2 separate regions of the Ovis aries genome follow, and region 2 is linked to region 1. The links are chromatin contacts, called in public Hi-C maps. All regions are on one chromosome and are shown on one strand. The core of a region is the stretch at or near the end of the contact, and the rest is flanking DNA. Distances in the headings are between cores, read along the strand shown. Region 1 holds the start of ST3GAL1 (ST3 beta-galactoside alpha-2,3-sialyltransferase 1). Region 2 overlaps ST3GAL1 (ST3 beta-galactoside alpha-2,3-sialyltransferase 1).

Region 1 (4,670 bases), core at 871-3,370:
GTTCCTGTGACCCAAAGATGCTGCCACTGCCGAGAACAGCAGCTGATGTTGCTGTTCTAGGCAACACCTCTGCTCCCCTCATCCCGTACGAGAAAGCATTTTGGGGAATGCCAAGAGCACTCATCTCAGGAAGAGCTAAGCCCACAAGATGCTTCCTTGCAGGCCAGAAGGTTCACCTCCACCCCCGCCACACCCCACCCAGAACTGAACCAAAAGCCAATAGGTTCAAGCAAGAGGCCTCAGGTGATAAAATACCCCAAACTTTTCTTGCAAACCCTGGAGGCCAGGAAACATAGCCAGATGGCAGTGCCCTGGTGCAGTTTGGCAGGACTCCTTGAAGAACTCCTGCAGATTCGTATGTATGCTTTCTGTTTCGGATCCTCTACCTCCAGTGCCTCTCTTGCCCTTTGTACATCTTTATTCCTCTTTTCCTTCCCTTTCTAGCAGAGAATCTTCTCAGTTTCTCCCCTGCCCTGTTTAATCATTATCTTTTCTGCAGCTCAAAATCTCTCTCCTTTTCTCCTTCATGTCCCAGAAGGACTTGACCAATGCGAGCAACGCATTCCCTAGGCCAGCCCTTCCCCAGCTGTGGGCAGGGACCTGGGGCTGGAGAAGTCCACCACTGGCACAACACACTCTTACTGGGCACTTATTAATATGCTGTATAGAGTTTTTAGTATTGGGCATATATGCATTCCCTTAGTCATCACAGTGACTTTGTGGGACTGATCGCATTATGCCCATTTTCACAGATGGAGAAACTGAGGCACAGAGGTAGCAAGCTTAGGGATTCTGAAACTAGCCTAATTTCACACATCCAAGGAGTGGCACTGCAGATTGGAACCAAGAAGTCTGGTCCTACGGGCCCTACTCTGGAGCATCCACTACATCTCTTTCTGATGAAGAGCTAAGACTGTTCTTTCGCCTTCCATTGCAGAAGGCTGGCCTCTCCGACTGGGGCCAGGGGCACTGCAAGAATTGACTGACCCCTTAGGCCAAGCTGGGCCGTTTTCCTCGTAGCATTTCTCCAAAAAGTTGTGAAAGAGGAAAAGCCCCAATAAGGAGTTAAGAGCTGTAAAACTAGATTTTTTTTTTTTTTTTTTTTGTGGTAATGCCTCTTAAATCCTGTGTCCAGCACTTAGCCTGTAGGACTGGCATTCTGCTACAGAGCAAGACGCCAGCACCGCCCCACTTTCCTATAAAGGACGGAGAAGGCGATGGCACCCCACTCCAGTACTCTTGCCTGGAAAATCCCCGGGAGGAAGGGCCCAAATCCGCAAAGCTGACCCCGAAAGGGGGCCTGTCCTGGCAGTCGGGCTGGCGCGCCCTGCTCTGGATCACGTCGCAGCCCCGGCGGGTGGGAGGGAAGAAGCCGCAGCGGGCAGCAGGGCCAGGGCGGGAAGCCGGGCCGCGGTGGCCCCTCCGGGCTCTCATCTGGGCGCCCGCCCCGGGGCCTCACCAGCCGCCCAGCCCCGCTCCCTCCACCCCCGCTCTCAGTCCCCCCGCGACTCGCGCGCCCTTAGAGGAAGTAGGTGGCTTGGCCCCACCGCCGGCAGGGGGATCGGCCCCTTCCCGCTACCGCGCACCCACGCGGGCTCTTCGGAGCACCGCCGCCTCCTCCGCGGGTTTTAGCCCGCGGGCCACCCCCCCAGGCCGCGCCTCCCCAGCCTTGCCAGCCCGCCGGCGGCGGCCGTCCCCGCAGAGCCCCGCTCTGGGCGGCGATCCGTTCCCCGCGCCTCCAGCGTCTCCCCCGCCGGGCCTCCGCCGACCCGGCTGCAGTCCACGTGGCTCGGCGCTCTCGGTTCGGCTCGCCGGCAGCCCGGAGCCCGGGGAAAGCTGAGCCGAGGCCGGGTGGGAGGTGGGGCGGCCGCCGGGGGAGCGCGGGGCCGCGAGGGGCGGGCTCTGGGCGGAGGAAGGGGAGGGCGGCGCGCGCAAGAGGCACCCGCTCGGCTCCGGCGCGCCCCGGCTCCCGGCTCCCGGCCCCGGCCCCTCCCCGGCCGGCCCGCCTGCCTCCCCCTCCCATTCCACCCGGGGGAAGGTGTTCCCGAGACCGCCCCCCTGCTCAGCCCGCCTCCCCGCTCCCCCGGCTCCAGCCTCCGCCGGCGGAGCTCCACTATGCCAGACAGTTTCGACACTTTGCAAAGACAAAGACCAGAGCGAGGAGGACGAGGAGGACCGGGAGGAAGAGCAGGCGGAGAGAGAGCAGGCAGGGGCGATGTGAGCAGGGAACGGGCCGGGTGTTCGGGACACCCCCGTTTTTATTCTCCTCCGGATCTCCTCGTCCCGTACCCACCCCTAGCCCCAGAGCCCCGGAAACTTCCGCGTGTCTCCGGCCGCGGTGAGTGAGCGCGCGGAGCCGAGGGTGCGCGGGGGGCTCCATCCACCCGAGTTGGGGCTCGGGCAGTCTCGTGTGTGTTCTCCGAGTGGAGGGGGTGATGGTCCGGACCCGGGGACAGAGGCGATGGGGAAGGATCTGGGAGTGTGTGACAGGGGCGTGGAAGTGGACTGAGGACCCCGGCGCCGGGAGGGAGGAGGGCACACGCAGGGAGCCCCCCTCCTTAGCAGCGGCGTCGTCGGGGTCTTTGGGAGAGCAAGGAGGTCGGAGCGGAGGGTCGGGCTCAAGGGTATACAGCCGTTTCAAAAAGAGCTGCTGGGAGCTCTAGGGAGCCTACGCCGGGTCTGGGGCAGCGGTCCCCGGGGTGGCCCCAGTGACATTGCACTCGGCGCGCGGAGCTGGCATCCCGCCGATTGGGGCCGCCAAAAGCGAAATGCCCCGCGGGGTCGCCTGTGGGCTAAGACCCCACGAGGAGACGGGGCCGTGCGACCCTTTAGAGCGGAATCCGGGGTGCGGGGGCGCGCGGAGGCAGCCCAGTGATCCCAGTCGAGCGTCCAAATCCGCTGCGAGCAGGCGCGGATCCGGGAGGTGGCCTTCGCCCCCGGGGACACCGCAGGCCCGCGTTGCTCCGGATACGGTGGAGAGGTTGGCAACCGGGGCAGGCCAGCTGGACGTGGCGTGTTGAACAGGGAGGGACTGAGGTGGGCGAAGGGGAGCTTGACGGGGGTGGTGCCCGCGGCAACTCGAAACGGAGTCTGCCCGGGATCCCGTTAGGCGCCACAGCTGCCGCGAAATAATCTGACGAAAGTTAGCAACTTGTCTGCGTCTGGGGTGTGTGACCTGCGCGGGGCAGGAGCAGCTCCGCCGGGGGGCGCGGGAGCGGGCAGCAGTGCCATTGGGGCAGAGTGCCCAGATGGGGGCACAGCCTTGTTCGAAATCGGGACGGTGGCGCAACTTTGAGCTCCTTCTTTCACTAAGCGAGAGTGTGTTTGAGCTTGACCTTGCGGGAGGCAGCGCGGCTGAACTTGAGATGGGTACTGAGGCTGCTCCCTAGCGGGGCGCAGTTATGCCCCAGGGCGCCTACGCTCTATCCCGTGGCCTGGTCTCCCGGGAAGGGTGTTGGGATCTTTTGGGCTCTGCTTGTCCGCCAGAGACCCAAGTCCCACCTCCTTCGTACGCGAGGATCGCGGACAGAGCCTACAGAGCGTGGAGCTCGGTGGGGGCGCTGGACGAGGGGACGAGAGTCCGCTCGCAAGTGTGCGCGTGGCTGGGGGCTGGGCGGGTCACTGCGTCTCGCGGGCTCTGCGTGTCCCGCAGAGGGAGATAGCCTTGACCCTGAGGGCAGTGACCTCCTGGCTGCGGCCCCGCATGGGGCATCCGCCTGGCTTTCACGTGCCCACCTCCGGGAACCCCTCGCCTCTCCCGGCCCATCCCCTTCCTGGATCCCACGCCACGTGGATTTGCGCCGAGATGGTTCCCCGGGGAGACAGTGAGCACCCACTCCCGCTCTGCGGCTGTGTGTGTTGGGCGAGCGGTATTCGCCAGCTGGGAAAGGAAAATGAGGTCCGCTGGGGACTGGGTGGTCCAGCTGTCGCGTCCGGCACACAGTAGGTGCGAAAGGTGTGAAAAGGTCCCTTTCTGGGAAGGCGCTGGCGGAGGCCACGGTGTCTCTTCCCTCTTTCTCCCCACATTTACTATTATTGAATTCGCATCCATCTGCCCTGTCCAGAGCTTTTGACTTCTAGACGTATTTTGCGCACCTACTGTGCGCTGGGCTCAAAGATGGGCTATTCTTAGAAGATGCAGGCGCAGCCATCAGTTTGTGTGTGTGTGTGTGTGTGGGTGTGTGTGTGTGTGTGTGTGGGTGTGTGTGTGTGTCCCTGGGGAGCTGAGCGACTGCGTTCCTCAGGTTCAGAAAAGGCAAAGTGCACTGCCCCCTGCCGACCACTATGGAAACTGCCGCTTGGCTGCAGGGATGGGAAGGGGCGCTGGAGACTCGGTGCCAGGAGTTGCTGCCTGCACCTTCTAGCACCTTCCTTACTGCCCCCAAACATGGCCTGGCCTTTTTCTGCAATCCTGCGGGTAGCTGAAGAGACTAACCCGAATCCCCCACTTTAACATGTCCCGATCTTGTGCCAAGTGGGGGGTAAAATGAGGTCATGGCTATTACCTTCCAAATATGTTAGACTAAATATTATATGAATTATGTGAATGTGTGTGTATAAGTATATATACATACATATGTTTACACACTATTTTTGTGTATATATATTCATATGCCTTGACCTCAAGTCTGGACATGAAAGGAATTTCATCCTATGAAAAATTTATTTTG
Region 2 (5,037 bases), core at 1,536-4,035, 50 kb after region 1:
CGCATCTCTTATGCTTCCTGCGTTGGCAGGAGGATTCTTTACCTCTAGGGCTTCAATGAAAAAAAGTTCTTCTTTCATATGGTTTCCATGGAGAGTAGGAGGTAGGCTGGCCCCACCCTAGGCGGTGACTCCCTCATGCCGGCCGGGGCGACTGCCGTGCAGACACTACCGTGCACAGGTCATCCATTATTGATGGGCAGAGGTCAGCGAGCTCAGGCCACGGGGAGAGAAAGTGGCCCCGGGGGTTTGACTTTTCACCCCCACCCCCAGGAGGGACAGCACTTTGCACACCTCACAGGTGACGGGAGCTGGTGGAGCATGAGGCTGGAGCTGCTACAAGCCCGCAGGCTTATGTGTAATAATAATAACACCATAGGGTGTTGTTGTTATTTAGGGAGGGCCCTCCCTGCTCCCCCATGTTTAGGAAAAGCAGCTAAATAGCAATGATGCCTCCTGATTTCTCAGATTCAAGCTCTCTCTCGCTTCCCAAAACACCCAGCAGTCTGTTGCCAGTTAGAATGTTCCGGAATCAGACCCCGTCCCCCGCCTCCACGCGTGATCTGGGACTTGCCACCAGTTCACCCACAAGTGCCACCTGTCTGTCCTCTGGGTAGAGAAGGGCTTCGACCCCACAGGCTTTGCCTGACGATCCTCGGTCTCCTCCTCTGTCCCACAGGAAGCTGTAGGTTAACCCACGTGTGGAGTGTCTTAAACTCAGTGCAGGGCGCACAGTGGTCGCTGGGTCCGAGCCCGCCCTCCTGTCTTCCCTCTAGAGCAGGAAGCCAGCTTAGCAATCAGGCAGCGTGGAGCTTTCATGTTCGGTGTGGAACAGGAAGCCTGCACCCTCAGGTCCCCCGACTCCCCCCACCCCCGGGACTCTGAAGGTGACTGCTGTCCCCTCTGCCCTCCACGTCTCTATCGCTTCTCAGCGCTCAGCATTCACTCTGTGTCTGAGCTGAGCACGAGGCAGGCTCTCTCCTTAGATCTTCACGCCCTCTCTGTAAGACTGAGTTTCGTTTTTTTTTTTTTTTTTTTTTTTTTCTCTCTCTTGGCCATTTTTCAGATGAAGAAACAGAGGCTCAGAGAGGTTAAGGGACTCCCCCGAGATCACACAGCCAGTAAGTGGCAGAGTTGGACTTTGAGCCCAGCTCTCTGACGCCAGAATCTGTGCTCTTAATTGCCTTGTTTTCTGTGCCTTGCGCTGTTGGATCGTCCTCTTCCACCTGAGTGTGGGAGATCTGTGCCTTGGTGACTTTCATTTCTTCCTGTGCTTCCTGCAGCATCCAGGACAGAGCAGGCTCTCCATGCCTACAGGGCATTGAGAAGGCAAACCTTTCTGACCCTACTTGGTTGTACAGTGTTCAGGTAGTGGTGTGTGTGTCTAATCACTGAACTGTCCTGGTTAACTACTTCCACTTTTTGCCACGTTCAAATACATCAGTATCTCCAGTATTCTTGCCTGGAGAATCCCATGGACAGAGGAACCTAGGGAGCTACAGTTTCCATGGGGTCACAAAGGGTCAGACAGGACTGAGTGTCTAAGACACACAAGTTCATCAACATTTCCAACAGATACAAATAAGAAATGTGTTATACCCCCTTATTGTAAAGATCAGATACCCTATGTGCGGACTGTATCCATAGACTGTTTTGAAGATGAGTGGGTCCTTTTTTGTGTGATTCCAAAAGTAGGATTCCATGGTGGGACGGAGGGCAGGGCGGTGAGTGCAGGCTGGAGCCCCCTGTTCCTCCCCCCGCATCTGACTGGGCTCCCACAGGGTACTGATGCTGTCCCCCAGCCATCCCCCTGCAGCCTCGCCTTGGCTCTGACTACACCCACTTTGCGTCGGTCCTCCTGCTTCTCACGTCTCTTCTCTTCCATCTCCTCTTTCTCATCCTTGAAACCAGTCTCTGCCTTTTCAGAAGATTTCCTGGAACTCATCTTTGAGAACCCTTTGAATATGAACAAGCCCCATTTAGTAGCATGGCCTTATGCAAACTACCTGATTTGGTCTCCAAACTCCTCAAAGAAAACCCCTGGAGTTGGAGAGGAAGTGGGTGTGATGTTCATAGGCCACCAGTGTGGACCTTGGGTGTGGTCTACTAACGGTTTTGGTTTTTGAACCCCCTTAGTGGTAATGAGGAGGCCCAGCAGCTGGGCCAGGGGTCCCCCACCCCGAGCCATGTGACCCAGAAAAGCTGAGTTTCAGTAGCTCGTTTCTGCCTGGGTGAGATTCCGTTTAAAGAAAACATGAAAACCACAATTGATGTGCTTGTCCGGAAGTCTGGAAAGCTGGTTCTAAGCCTGGTTCTGCCACATCACCCAGTGTGGACTTTACTAAGTCCCTCCTCTTCATGGGGGCCTCAGTTTGTCCATCTGTACAGTGGGTTATGGACCAAGTACAGCTAAGACTGACCCCCGGCTGTGATTTCTCAGCTGCGGCATTGGTGAGCCTTTGATGATGCTCTTGCAGATTCCTGGGTTGACAAGGAAGAGCCATGGGGACAGAGGAGTGAGGGAGATGTGGCGTATGATCAAAACAACACTGTACCCTGATCAAGACAGCCCCAGAGCCAGATGCACACGTGGGTTCAGGGATGAGCCTCCCGTGACCGACAGAGGCCATCTCCCCACTCCAGGGAGGTCAGTCAGAGGCTCAGACCAGAGCCGTGGGCCCCACAGTGGGCCAGGGGCCTCCGCACAGGCAGTGTACCTACATCGTATTCCAGCCACAGAGGGACTCAGCAGGCAGCTCTCACACCTGCAGACCACACCTCTGAGTGCCGTACAAATACACAGTGCGGTTTTGTAGTATTTTGGGGTTTGCTGCTTTTGCAAAAACCAAAGGAAGTGTAGGCTGGGCTCTGACTTCCTCTCCCTGAGGATGGCCGATCTGCTTGGGCGGGGACCAGCAGAGCTTAACGAGGACCGGAAACCTCCAGACACAAGGTCTAGGGATCAGAGGGCACCTGCTCCCACCCCTTCACGGGTCAGGCCGACTGAGTTGTCATTGGAATCGTCCCATTCGCCATGTGAGGACACCGAGGCTGGGAAGTGACCGAGACCCCTCACTCACACTGTGCACACACCAGAATGCACCTCTGCTCCCTGAGCTTGGACCACCTCTCACCCTGCTGTCAGTCCACACGGACAGGTTGAGGCCCCAGTGTGGTTCTCAGCGAGATCGACGCAGCAGTGAGGGACGCTGGTGAAGTTCCTGCCCCCCTGGTTGGTGGGGAGACAGATAGACAAAGAAGGAACTCGGATGCAATGGGGTGTCCTTCTGCGATTAAGGCTGTGAGGGAAAATGCAGCTGAACAAAAGGGCTAGTGACAGGAGTGATCCCTAGAGCGATCCTGTCTTAGGGTGATCGGAAAAGGCCTCTCCAAGGAGAGCGGCTGGGCAGAAGCATGCTTGCAGTGAGGGAGCGAGCCCTGTGGGCTCCACCCTAAGACAGTCTAGGTGGAGGGAAGAGCATGTGCAAAGGCCCTGGGGCAGGGCATGTGCTTACTGTACCTCGCACCCTTGGCATCTGATGGTCTGGGTGTTTGCCTTCCCACCTTCCCAGCAACACAGCTCCTGATCATCACCATTATTCCCTCCATCCGCCACCTCCACGTGTCTAGGGCTGTGGCAGGGAGTAGCTGTTGCATGGTAAGAAAAACCAGACAGAACTGACTGGAGCCGAGGGAAGGTGTGACTATAACAAGAAATTGCTGGTCTCATCCCTTCATCTTCTTTGCACAGTTCACTCCTGGGTGGCTTCTCTAGTGCCTCAGTCAGTAAAGAATCCGCCTGCCATGCAGGGACAGGAGTTCAACCCCTGGGTGGGGAAGATCCCCTGGAGGAGGGCTTGACAAGCCACTCCAGTATGCTTGCCTGGAGACTCCCCATGGACAGAGGAGCCTGGTGGGCTGCAGTCCCTGAGTCTGACACCGCTGAGCTACGAAGCACAGTGCACAATGCTCTTGGGTGACACCTGAGATAGTTTCACCTTCTTGCTTTGCATTTATTCTCATAATGCATGTTTGAACCAGGACTGCGTTTTCAGCATGCTGTGGTGCACTAGTTCAAGCTCATCTTTCCAAGCAGGGCAGGAACCTGGACCCCAAAATCACAGGAACAGAGCAAGAAAGTAGGCTGGGGCTGCACTGCTGACCTCAAGCTGAGCGCAGGAGAGGAGGTTCCAGCGCACGGAGCAAGGCCTGGGGTGGGGGTGGGGGCGGGGGCCTGGCCATTAGCGGGCTGTGATCTTGAGCAGACCCTGTCCCCTCCGGGCTCCGTTTGCTTCCTGTGCGTCCTTGTTGGTGCTGATGCTTGTCTAGCTCCTTCCGGAGCAGCTCACAGCCCGGGTGTGCCGGAAGGGACATGCTTTGGGAGTGAGGGACACCAGCTTCTAATCTCCCTGCTGCTACCACATTTACCACCTTGGACAGGTCACATCCTCTCCTAGAGCCTTCGTGTCTGCACCTGGGGGGAAGAAAAAGTGGAGAGGCCTGATCCTCCCTGTGATCCTCTGCGATCTTGAAATGCCACAAGCCTTTGCCTCCAAGGCAGGCAGCAGCCCAGCCCAGGGACAGAGCCTTCTAGCAGCGCCCCTTTGATTCTGTAGACCTGGAGCTCTCAGTGAAGAGGTGCCCAGTGAAGAGGGCACGACCTTGGCTGTCCTGCCTCAGGCATTCAGATTGGAGCTTCAGATAGTCCTCACCTCCCCCTGATCTGAGACCCGGGGCTGCAGAGCCAGAAACTCATTTACCGGAGCAGAGGAATATGTCTTGTTTCTTCAGGGCCCAAAAGGACTTATTAAGTCTTCCATGAACTGAATTTCATTCAGCTGGAAAAAGAATAATCAGAGAGCAGTTCCGCCTGGTTAGTTGAACGTTTCTCATAAGAAAGGGTCAAAAAGTTCCTGTACCATGAGGCTCAGCCCTCCCTGCTTCCTCCGCAGGGAGCAGGCAGCCTGGTGGTCGACCAGCAAGCCCATCCACGTCACTGGGCTAATGACCTGTCCATCTGCCCATAACAGGCCCCCGTGA

What was found. A called contact is a pair of places that touch in the nucleus more often than the background predicts.
Region 2: a contact with region 1 is called in a Hi-C map of liver, with 2.0 times the contacts expected there. The contact joins the enhancer-like site here to the promoter of ST3GAL1 in region 1. A contact is called at or near these places in 3 of 16 Hi-C or Micro-C datasets (blood and liver).

Annotation. Positions count from the first base shown.
Region 1 is chr9:20,958,090-20,962,759 of ARS-UI_Ramb_v3.0, forward strand. ST3GAL1 (ST3 beta-galactoside alpha-2,3-sialyltransferase 1) reads left to right here and starts at 2,121. Exons shown (of 9, transcript XM_060419995.1): 1 at 2,121-2,338. LOC132660282 (a long non-coding RNA gene) reads right to left here and starts at 1,838. Exons shown (of 2, transcript XR_009601705.1): 1 at 1-1,838.
Region 2 is chr9:21,007,421-21,012,457 of ARS-UI_Ramb_v3.0, forward strand. ST3GAL1 (ST3 beta-galactoside alpha-2,3-sialyltransferase 1) reads left to right here. Exons shown (of 9, transcript XM_060419995.1): 3 at 1,064-5,037. Among named protein-coding and RNA genes, the nearest start is that of ST3GAL1, 50 kb to the left of the region's middle. Within about 2 kb of position 2,786, at least 7 of the 54 cell types and tissues checked have an H3K27ac peak or open chromatin away from gene starts, as enhancers often do. A contact at or near this core is called in liver, where this site is marked.